Regions from separate parts of the Mus musculus genome. Here region 1 is linked to region 2. The links are chromatin contacts, called in public ChIA-PET maps. All regions are on one chromosome and are shown on one strand. The core of a region is the stretch at or near the end of the contact, and the rest is flanking DNA. Distances in the headings are between cores, read along the strand shown.

What was found. ChIA-PET counts read pairs in DNA pulled down with a chosen protein or histone mark.
Region 1: an RNA polymerase II ChIA-PET map of memory CD8 T cells shows a contact between it and region 2, with 151 read pairs. The contact joins two enhancer-like sites. A contact is called at or near these places in 5 of 484 Hi-C or Micro-C datasets (CD8 T cells, bone marrow-derived macrophages, morula and 1 more), 1 of 115 datasets of contacts at active chromatin or transcription factors (memory CD8 T cells) and 2 of 9 other capture datasets (adipose tissue and pancreatic islet).

Annotation. Positions count from the first base shown.
Region 1 is chr2:127,925,954-127,930,175 of GRCm38.p6, forward strand. The region is part of intron 9 of Acoxl (acyl-Coenzyme A oxidase-like); the gene reads left to right. Among named protein-coding and RNA genes, the nearest start is that of Acoxl, 73 kb to the left of the region's middle. Within about 2 kb of position 2,543, at least 53 of the 459 cell types and tissues checked have an H3K27ac peak or open chromatin away from gene starts, as enhancers often do. A contact at or near this core is called in CD8 T cells and memory CD8 T cells, where this site is marked.
Region 2 is chr2:128,025,895-128,030,144 of GRCm38.p6, forward strand. The region is part of intron 12 of Acoxl (acyl-Coenzyme A oxidase-like); the gene reads left to right. Among named protein-coding and RNA genes, the nearest start is that of Bcl2l11, 98 kb to the right of the region's middle. Within about 2 kb of position 2,072, at least 14 of the 459 cell types and tissues checked have an H3K27ac peak or open chromatin away from gene starts, as enhancers often do. A contact at or near this core is called in CD8 T cells and memory CD8 T cells, where this site is marked.

The sequences.
Region 1 (4,222 bases), core at 1,293-3,792, 99 kb before region 2:
TTAAATCCTGTCCCTGTAACTACCACAGCCCTAAGGGGTAAAAATCAATTCTGTCTTGGCAGCAAGGGAATCTATTCTCAGAGGCTAAAGAACCTGTCCAAGACCACGTGGGCGCTTAATGAAGGTCATCGTCTTCCGATGATGCTAGGAATCCCTATGTACCTTGGGATAGTAGTGGATATGAGAGCCATTCGAGAAAATGTTCTCAGAAAAATCAGAGCTACTTCATATGAGAAAATGCAGGGATGGAGCTTCAGAGAGAGAGAGAGAGAGAGAGAGAGAGAGAGAGAGAGAGAGAGAAAGAGAGACTACCGTAAGACCCATGAGGAGACATGCAATGGAAATCTAGCTCTCATGCACGATCACAACGGCTATGGCTTTGCCCAGACTCATGATGCTGATGGAATTCAGAGTCTTCTTTCATTGTTTCTTCCATTTCTCCCCCAACTGCTTTATGTCAGGCATTATGAACTTAACTGCGAGTCAAGAGAACCCCTGGCTCCACGCTGTAAACAGTAACTGTACTGTTTTCTCACTTAATGATCCCTGAAGTGGAGCAGTTTCGGCGTGGTTATTTTGTGGCTCAATGACATCCTCAAGGACCAGGGTAGCTTTGATCTTTCTTCTCTGCAGCCCCCGAGCTGTCAGTTTTGTCTTGACTGACTCCTTTGTGGTCACAACATGGCCGCTGGGGTCCTTGCTGTCACATGCATATGTAATGGGATTTAGCAGCTGAGGAGGACCCATGCCTTCCTCTACGTTTCTTTCTTTTTAGTAGATGGAAACCTTTTCCAGAAACCCTTCAGGAGACTTGCTCTCATTTCAGATCATCAGAGAAAGCCATGTGGTCATTTCTAGGGCTGTCACCGGTGAGGACTTGGATGCCTATGGCTGGATTAGTGAAGCACAGCAGATCCACAGAACAGAGCAGAGCAGAGCGGATTAAAAAAACAAAAAAGAGGGCTCTGTTACAAAGGAGGAAGGGAGGAGGGGTGAGGCCGAATAACTGGAAATATTACTACACATTTAAAAAATATTTTTGTTAAAGACAATCTCAAACACGAAAGAAAGTGACAGCCGAGTTCCACTTTCTTCCCCGGTTCCTGCAGTTCTCAGACTCTTACCAGGGTTAAGTCTTCACTAGTCACCCCTTTGTCTGCTGGACTATTTCAAACATCTCAGACACACATGGATATTTAATGATCTAAATGTGCGGAAGCCCTCCCTTATACTTGGGCCTGGATTCAAGGGAAAAGGCTGCTTCGAGAGCTAGAGGTTGGGAAGGACTAACAGGCATTAACTATTTTTTGCTAGAGAAAAGACAAGATTCTAACCAGATGTAGTGACCCACTTCTGGGAAATCATAGGGAAAGACCTCGAATTAGAGGCCAGCCTGGGCTACAGCGCAGGGAAACAAGAATAAAACAAAATGAAACCAGAGACAACATTTCTCAGAGGAAAAAACAATATCCAGAGGAAGGAGTTCTCCCTGCTGTTGTTGTGGCTGCATCTGGAGTCTTTTGTACATGGGGAAGCAGCTGTCCTAGGAAGTTTGAGTTGTGGATTGGGGGTAAGGGGTGGGGGTGGTGCTCCGTTCTGCAGGCAAGTGCGAGTTCAGCCTCAGGTTTACAGTTTCCACTCTCTGGCTGGGGAGGCCGAATGCTTTCTAAGAGTGGGGTTGGGTTTGCTGACACCTGTTTCTGCATGCTAATAGATTTCTGGGGTAAGATAGAGCGGTGATGTCACCTGCAGGTGTGTGAGCCTGTGGCGGTTTCCCGAGGCATTGTAGCCACATCTGTCCTCAGCTGTGTGGGTCTTTGCTCCAGCAGGCTGCAGAATGAGCTGGTTGCCTGCAGAGCAAAAGCCAGAGGCAGCAAGCCGCGGTGGCCTTGCTTCAAACAAGCGGACTTTCCCCAAAGCTTCGGCTGATTTTCACTTAGTTATGGAACAAAACACAAATGTTGTTTCTTTAAAATGCCACAGCGGCAATCAGAGTATATTTCCACGCACCCTTTTCTCAGTTTCCTGAGGCCACCTGCCTTGTTACACGTTTGAAAGCTTCCTCTTCCTCTTCCTGAAACAGGAAGCTTGCCTTCTTATTTTCCTCCAGGTTTAAAGTGTGCCCTTCTTTGAAGAGAGTTCACACACACTCTCTGTGGGGTTGCACCTTTGTTTATAACATAAAAAAAAAATCTCCATTTCTCTACATGTGCTCTGTCTTGTCTCTAAAGGTCACACGGCACAGAGCTCCCTGCTCAGGGTACATCAACCTGGGCTGATTTTATCTGTGTGCGCTTTGTAAGATGTTTGTATTTGCATAGGACGTTTAGATACAGGGACACTTTGTATAACTATATTTGAAAATTGAGAGAGAGAGAGACAGAGAGAGAGAGAGAGAGAGAGAGAGAGATTGCTGTAGCCTGTGCCCAGTCCAGTGGCTAGTGCAGTAATTACACCAGTCCCTTAGTATAGCGTTCTCGAGCATGTACAATGTAGTGAAATGAGTGCTTTTTGTTTGCACGGTGTGCAGTTCAGTGTGGTGTGAGAATCCGCCTGACCCCAATACATTTTGTTTGACATGCACAGCTGGGGCACTGGAGGATAGTCCAGGCCATTAAAAAGAATGCGAAAAGAAAACACACACCATCTATTTGTCAGGACACAATGAAAGGGAGACTTACTGGGCCTGGATCACACCAGGAGGAAGGAGAAGAGGAAAACCCACCTGGCCCCCAGGGAGCCGGCAGGGGCACAGCTACTGTTGCCTGCTAGAGCTCCCCTGGTCATGCAAACCGATGCCCTTCCCAGCTCCCGGGATCTTCTTGTAGGGTGCTGTGCAATCAGAATGCTGGGGTGGAAGGGAGGAGGTCTTATTTGGACTTGGCATTCCAGGGGAGCCCAAGGTTAAGGGGTTCATCAGGCTTATGTGACATCTAGGAATGGCTTCTAAGGTGTCTGACCGGTGAAGACCTGCTACGCCTCCCGAGGTACCCCAGGCTTTCACCAACAGGCAGGAGAGAAGGCAGTGATGGATCCTTAGGAAGTTGGTTCCTCCCTCTCCCCAGCCACACAGATGCTACCCCATACTCAGCTGCAGTCCCCTCCCACTGGCCCCTCCCATCATCTTTCTTTTATTCCCCATTTGTTTCCTTGCAGGGATCTAGGAGGAAGTGGAAACAACAGGCCAAGCTAATGCTATAAATAAATGGTCGGCTAACCTTGGTTAGGAAATAGTAAGGCACCCAAAATGAAATGTTGCTAAAGGAGTACCCAAGGATCAGTAACATACTGACCAGACTTGTTTAAAAACTATGGAAGATGTGTACCTTTAACATAAAGTTTAGATTGCTGGGGAAATGTTTCAGCTCATGTTTGGCTCTTCATTGCCACCAAGTAGACCAATTCCCATACTGCAAAGAAACACCCCTGTCCCACAGCTGACCGTTAGGCCCTACCCCATACCAAAGGGCATGACTACAATGTTATAACCCTAGACCTAGAGCAATTTTTATGGAGGCTTGTTTCTTTTGGAGCACTAGACAAAACTGGACATATGCTTTGTTATTAAAGGATGTCTTCCTTATTTTTCCTGAGTGTGTGACATGAGTTGTCACTGGGATTAGGGGATGTTTCTCTGTTACAATAGTATCAGTCTCACACTTCATTCTCTGATTCTCTGATTCTCTCTCTGTGTGTGTATGTGTGCGCGTGTGTATGCATATTCACATGTTCACGTGTGCAGTTACATCTGAACAGCCATGCTGCATAGATAGGTCTGGAGAAAGGTCCCTGGCAACCTCACCTGCATTCAGAAGCCAAGACATCTTTGTATTACCTTAGTCACCTGGACCTTTTCAGAGTGACAGCTCTGAGCCTCACCTTGACTCAGCCCTGGCTCACTGTCCCTAGTTTCCTCGATGGCTGTGTAGAGAAGGGCATCAGTACGCTCTTATGCCCTGTAATGGACCATGGTAGAAAAGGTGTCCAAGAAACTCCCTCTCTGGCAAAAGTAAGAAAAATATACCTTGACTGATGTGGTTTGGCAAGAGTGACTTAAAAATGAACTCCACAAAAAACCCCCACACTAATGGGAGATGGTGTGTCCTTGCCCTTTGCGGCAGAAGTTTAAGGTGCCAGTGTGGTTAGCTGAATTCTGGAAGGAACAAAAGGGGAGATTCCCTCTGGCTGTTTTCATGACTGTACTTGTTCAAAACTCCCATTT
Region 2 (4,250 bases), core at 822-3,321:
TGGAGCTGTGGTCATGGCCAGGTCCTGGGTCTGAGGAGGGGACTGACATATGGCCATGGACACGAACACAGGAACCTGATGAAGGCGAGGGACAGACCCACAGGAGACATTTGAGATGTGGTGGGGGTGAGGATAGGGAAACAGTGGTTTGGGAGGGGCTCTCATTTGCTTTGGAGAATTTGGTCTTAACTAGTTGTTAGTGGGGTTATTGATCAGTACATGGTTCTTGGAAGTGTGGCTAAACTGTCAGCACACCTGTCATTCTCCATGGTGACCTCAGGCCAGCTCTATAGCCCATCTGCTCTCAAAGCCTGACCTTCTTCCCAGAAGTTGGCTTCACTGAACTGACCCTGTAGTTGTTCCTGGGTCTCAAAGCAGCCACCTCAAATCTGGAGAAGGGCAGAACCTTAGGAAGCACTCTGCCCCCAACCCTCCATGAATCCTCCAGCTGGACTTCTCTATGGTCTTTTTGGCCAGTCATAGTGCACACATCTGAACTTGGAGATTTGGCTGCGCAGACCTCTCAATAGGAAAGGGTTTGGACCCAAACTGAAGATCCGTGGGGTATGGAGGCATTGCATCAGCTGTTTGCAGAGCAGACCTGCTCCTGAACTGGCCTCCATGGCACAGGGTGAACTGACCGGACACACCAAGTGGGTCCTTTTGGGTAATAACATAACTGGCAGAACTGGGGGCAGGAAGGACCCCACTCCGCCAGTTTCTGTGAGTCATCAGAAGATAACTAAGCAGTAATCTCTACCTTCAGGGCCAGGTGGGTCCTTTAACAACTGCAGCAGTCCCAGGGTGCTCGGAGCGTGGTAAGGATTTAGATAATCTGAGGTCCTTTTTCCTCTTCCCAGGGCCTACAGCTGCTGCTTAGCTCTCACTGGTAGTTGTCCTGGGGAATGTGGATACAAGTGTTCCAGAATTTTCAGTTTTTCAAATGGCAAGCACAGTATTTTTAATGTGGAATGGCTGGCATGGTGGTATCAAACCAAGCTTATCTACCAGGAGGGATGTGAGCCATCCACATAGTAGGCACAGGCCCTTGGCTCCCAAACAATTCTCCAGGATGTTTCTGCTCTGAACAGTAGCTCTGGGTACTAATGGAAAAGGTTGGTGGTTCCTTGGGGAGGGCAAAGGACCAGGATTGAGCTTCACAAGTTACTGTCCTTAGGTCCATGATATTCCCAAGAGATGGCCTCTATCATCTGCAAGTTCCCTGGATTGCGCGTAACTATAAGAAGCTGCAGAGTGGGGGTGGGGTGGGGAGTTCTGGAGGAATGATGCTCACTTAGGATAGACAGCTGGGCTCTGTTTTATTCACACTGTGAAATCTCTGGCTTGGCCTTTGCCTAGAGAGTGGGCGGGGGGGGGCATCACCTGAAATATACATAGGATTGTATGTGTGTGTATTATGTTCTGTGTTGCCATAGACACCTAGGTCACAGCATGAATGCAATTATAATGTACTGTGGCCATCCTGTACATATAAGCCCCATGTTTGTCCCCCTACACCCAAGATGGCTTTGGTTTTTATACAGTGAGCTGGGTTGGTCACCAGTCATTAGTTAATGCCGTTCTCTGGCAAGGAACAGTCCAAGCACATACCATGAAGGGGAGTTGGGTGTGGCCCTGCTGTAATAGTTAAAATAGGACCTGCATGCTGTGGTGGGGCTCAAACTGTACTGCCATGCATGTGAGGAACCGAAGAGGGAGAGGGGGAAGGAAGGAAAGGGCCTGTCTGTCTGTCTGTCTGTCTGTCCCCTACTGCCATACAGCACTTTCCAACAGACCTGCACACATGGAGGCATCAAATCATAACTGCCATGGTGCACTTTCAGAGTCTGCATCAGAAGCCCCAGTAGGGAACAGCCACGGGCTTTCCCAGCAGCCTCTCTGCCTTCTGAGGCATTCTTCCTCCCACAGCCCTGGAAGTCATATTTCCTGCCCTGTCCTGGGCTTTAGCGAGTGACACCGAGGCAGTAGCACGGACCACTCGCAGAAGGGCAGAAGAACCCCACTTGGTTTTCTGTTCTCTCCTCACTCCTTTTAACTTTGCTCTTGCAGCATGATGTGGGCCCCTGAAGCCACAAGCACTTCCGCCTTGCTTGACTCTATTGCTAAGCACGGTGCAGACCCCAGTGTGACCCCACCGCCCGCCTGCCGCCTTGCCTGCCCGCCGCCTGCCTGTCCCTCCCTTCTCCCTATGGGGTTATCTAGAAGTTTCTCCTTAGACTCATATTTTCTATTCTAATTGGCTCAAATGTTTCTGTCTTGGCAGCAAACCTTCCCAGTAAGACTTTTTACTCCAAGTTCGCAGTACCTGGCAAGAATCAGTGAAATCTTTAGCATGTGGAAATGCAAAGTTGATTCACAGATGCCTTGAAAAACGATTTGACCTAAACACACACACACACACACACACACACAAAACAACAACAACAACAACAACAAAAAACAAAACCCAAACCCTTATATTGGTGTTACACAATCTGTGTTCCAGGATGCATGCGATATTTATTATATGTGTGTTTCTGATGTGTGTTTCTGTACAGTTTCTCACACTCAAAGTCTTCAATGTTGGCTACAGATTAGCTTAATTCCTCTTGCAAATGGGTCCTGGTTTTTGTTGTTGTTTTGGAGTTTTTTGTTTTTGTTTTAAGAAAAAAAAACCTGGTATCTTTGCTGACTATGCAATCACTAAGAAAGGACTCTTGGGTAGGCAAGAAAATGGGGTACTCACATGCAGAACCAGAGACCTGTATAAATTGCCACAGACACAGTCCTTAAACAGAAATTGTATCACAACCTCCCTTAAGGAGATTTGGTATAAGGATAACACCAGACTTGGATAATTTTTTTAAAAATGTATGAAAGAATATATTTTAAATAATGAAATCTCTACTATAAAGAAAATTCTGCTGAATAAATGTTGCAGAATTTCCTGGATTTGAGATGCACTTGTGCTATACCTGAGGTCCATTCAGGGGTGGAGGTGTTGGTGAGAGAATCTCTCTGTCCTACCTCATTTTTGTAACTTCTTGTGAATCAGGGATGGTTCTAAAGTGGGAAATCACACTAATAGTATAAGGTGAGGAAAATATAAAACATGGTATATTATCATCAGGAACATATCTCACAGGTGGAAAATCCCACCTTAGCTGCATGCTTAGCTAAGGTATCTGCCCCATCTTGGCCACCTGTTATTTTGTCTGATACAGTATTGGATCTAGAGACTGTAGCCCCCAAATCTTAGTGGCTGAGAACTTCTATAAAGGATCAGTCTTGACTGCCTACTACATTGGACTTGAGAAGCATCTGGAAGATTATCAAAACACACCTGGGTGTGGCTGTAAGCGGTAACCAAGAGTGACAACCCTTGAATGTACCGTCTCCAGGCCAGGAGCCTGGACAGACTGACAGAAAGAAAGGAGACATATCCCTGCCAGACCCTTGAATATATCCTCTAGACCAGTTGGAGTAACAGAAAGAGAGAGAGAGAGAGAGAGAGAGAGAGAGAGAGAGAGAGAGAGAGAGAAAGGGAAGGGGAAAGGGAAAAGGGAAAGGGAAAGGGAAAGGGAAAGGGAAAGGGAAAGGGAAAGGGAAGGGAAGGGAAGGGAAGGAAAGGGAAGGGAAGGGAAGGGAAAGGGAAGAAAGGAAAGGAAAAGAAAGGAAAGGAGAAAGTCAGCTAGTGACATACTCCCTGCCTCTGCTTTCTGGCTATCATGATGCCTGTGGCTCTATCCTACACTGCCTTCCACGCTATGAAACTGTGAGTCCAAACAAATCCTCACACGATGCTGTTCGGTTGGCCGTTTGCCACTGGGATAAGAAAGTCTTCTAACACCTGGACTCTTTTGCCAAGGAGGCATGAGCAGCCCAAAATAACCCATTTGGAAAGCATGTGCATTTGTCATGACCTAGAAAAGGATTGAAGATCCCAAGTGGGCTACCTGTTTCTGTGGCACTATCCAGGGGGCAGTTTCTCTCGTCTCTCTTAAATTTACCAGGGAGAAGTTGATTATTATATCATTCTAATTTTATTCTAATTAGGGTGACTTAATATTCTCAAGGAAGGCTTAAGCTGTGACAGTTAGAGGATGTCACCGAGACACTGGAGAGGGGAGTGAAGATAGGAACAGAACTTGCCTGTTCCCTCACTCAGGACAATGACTTGTCTACTCCCCAGTCTGTTGTTCCTTGTCTGCTGGTGAAGGACAAAGACATCTGCCCTTCTGTTAGCTATG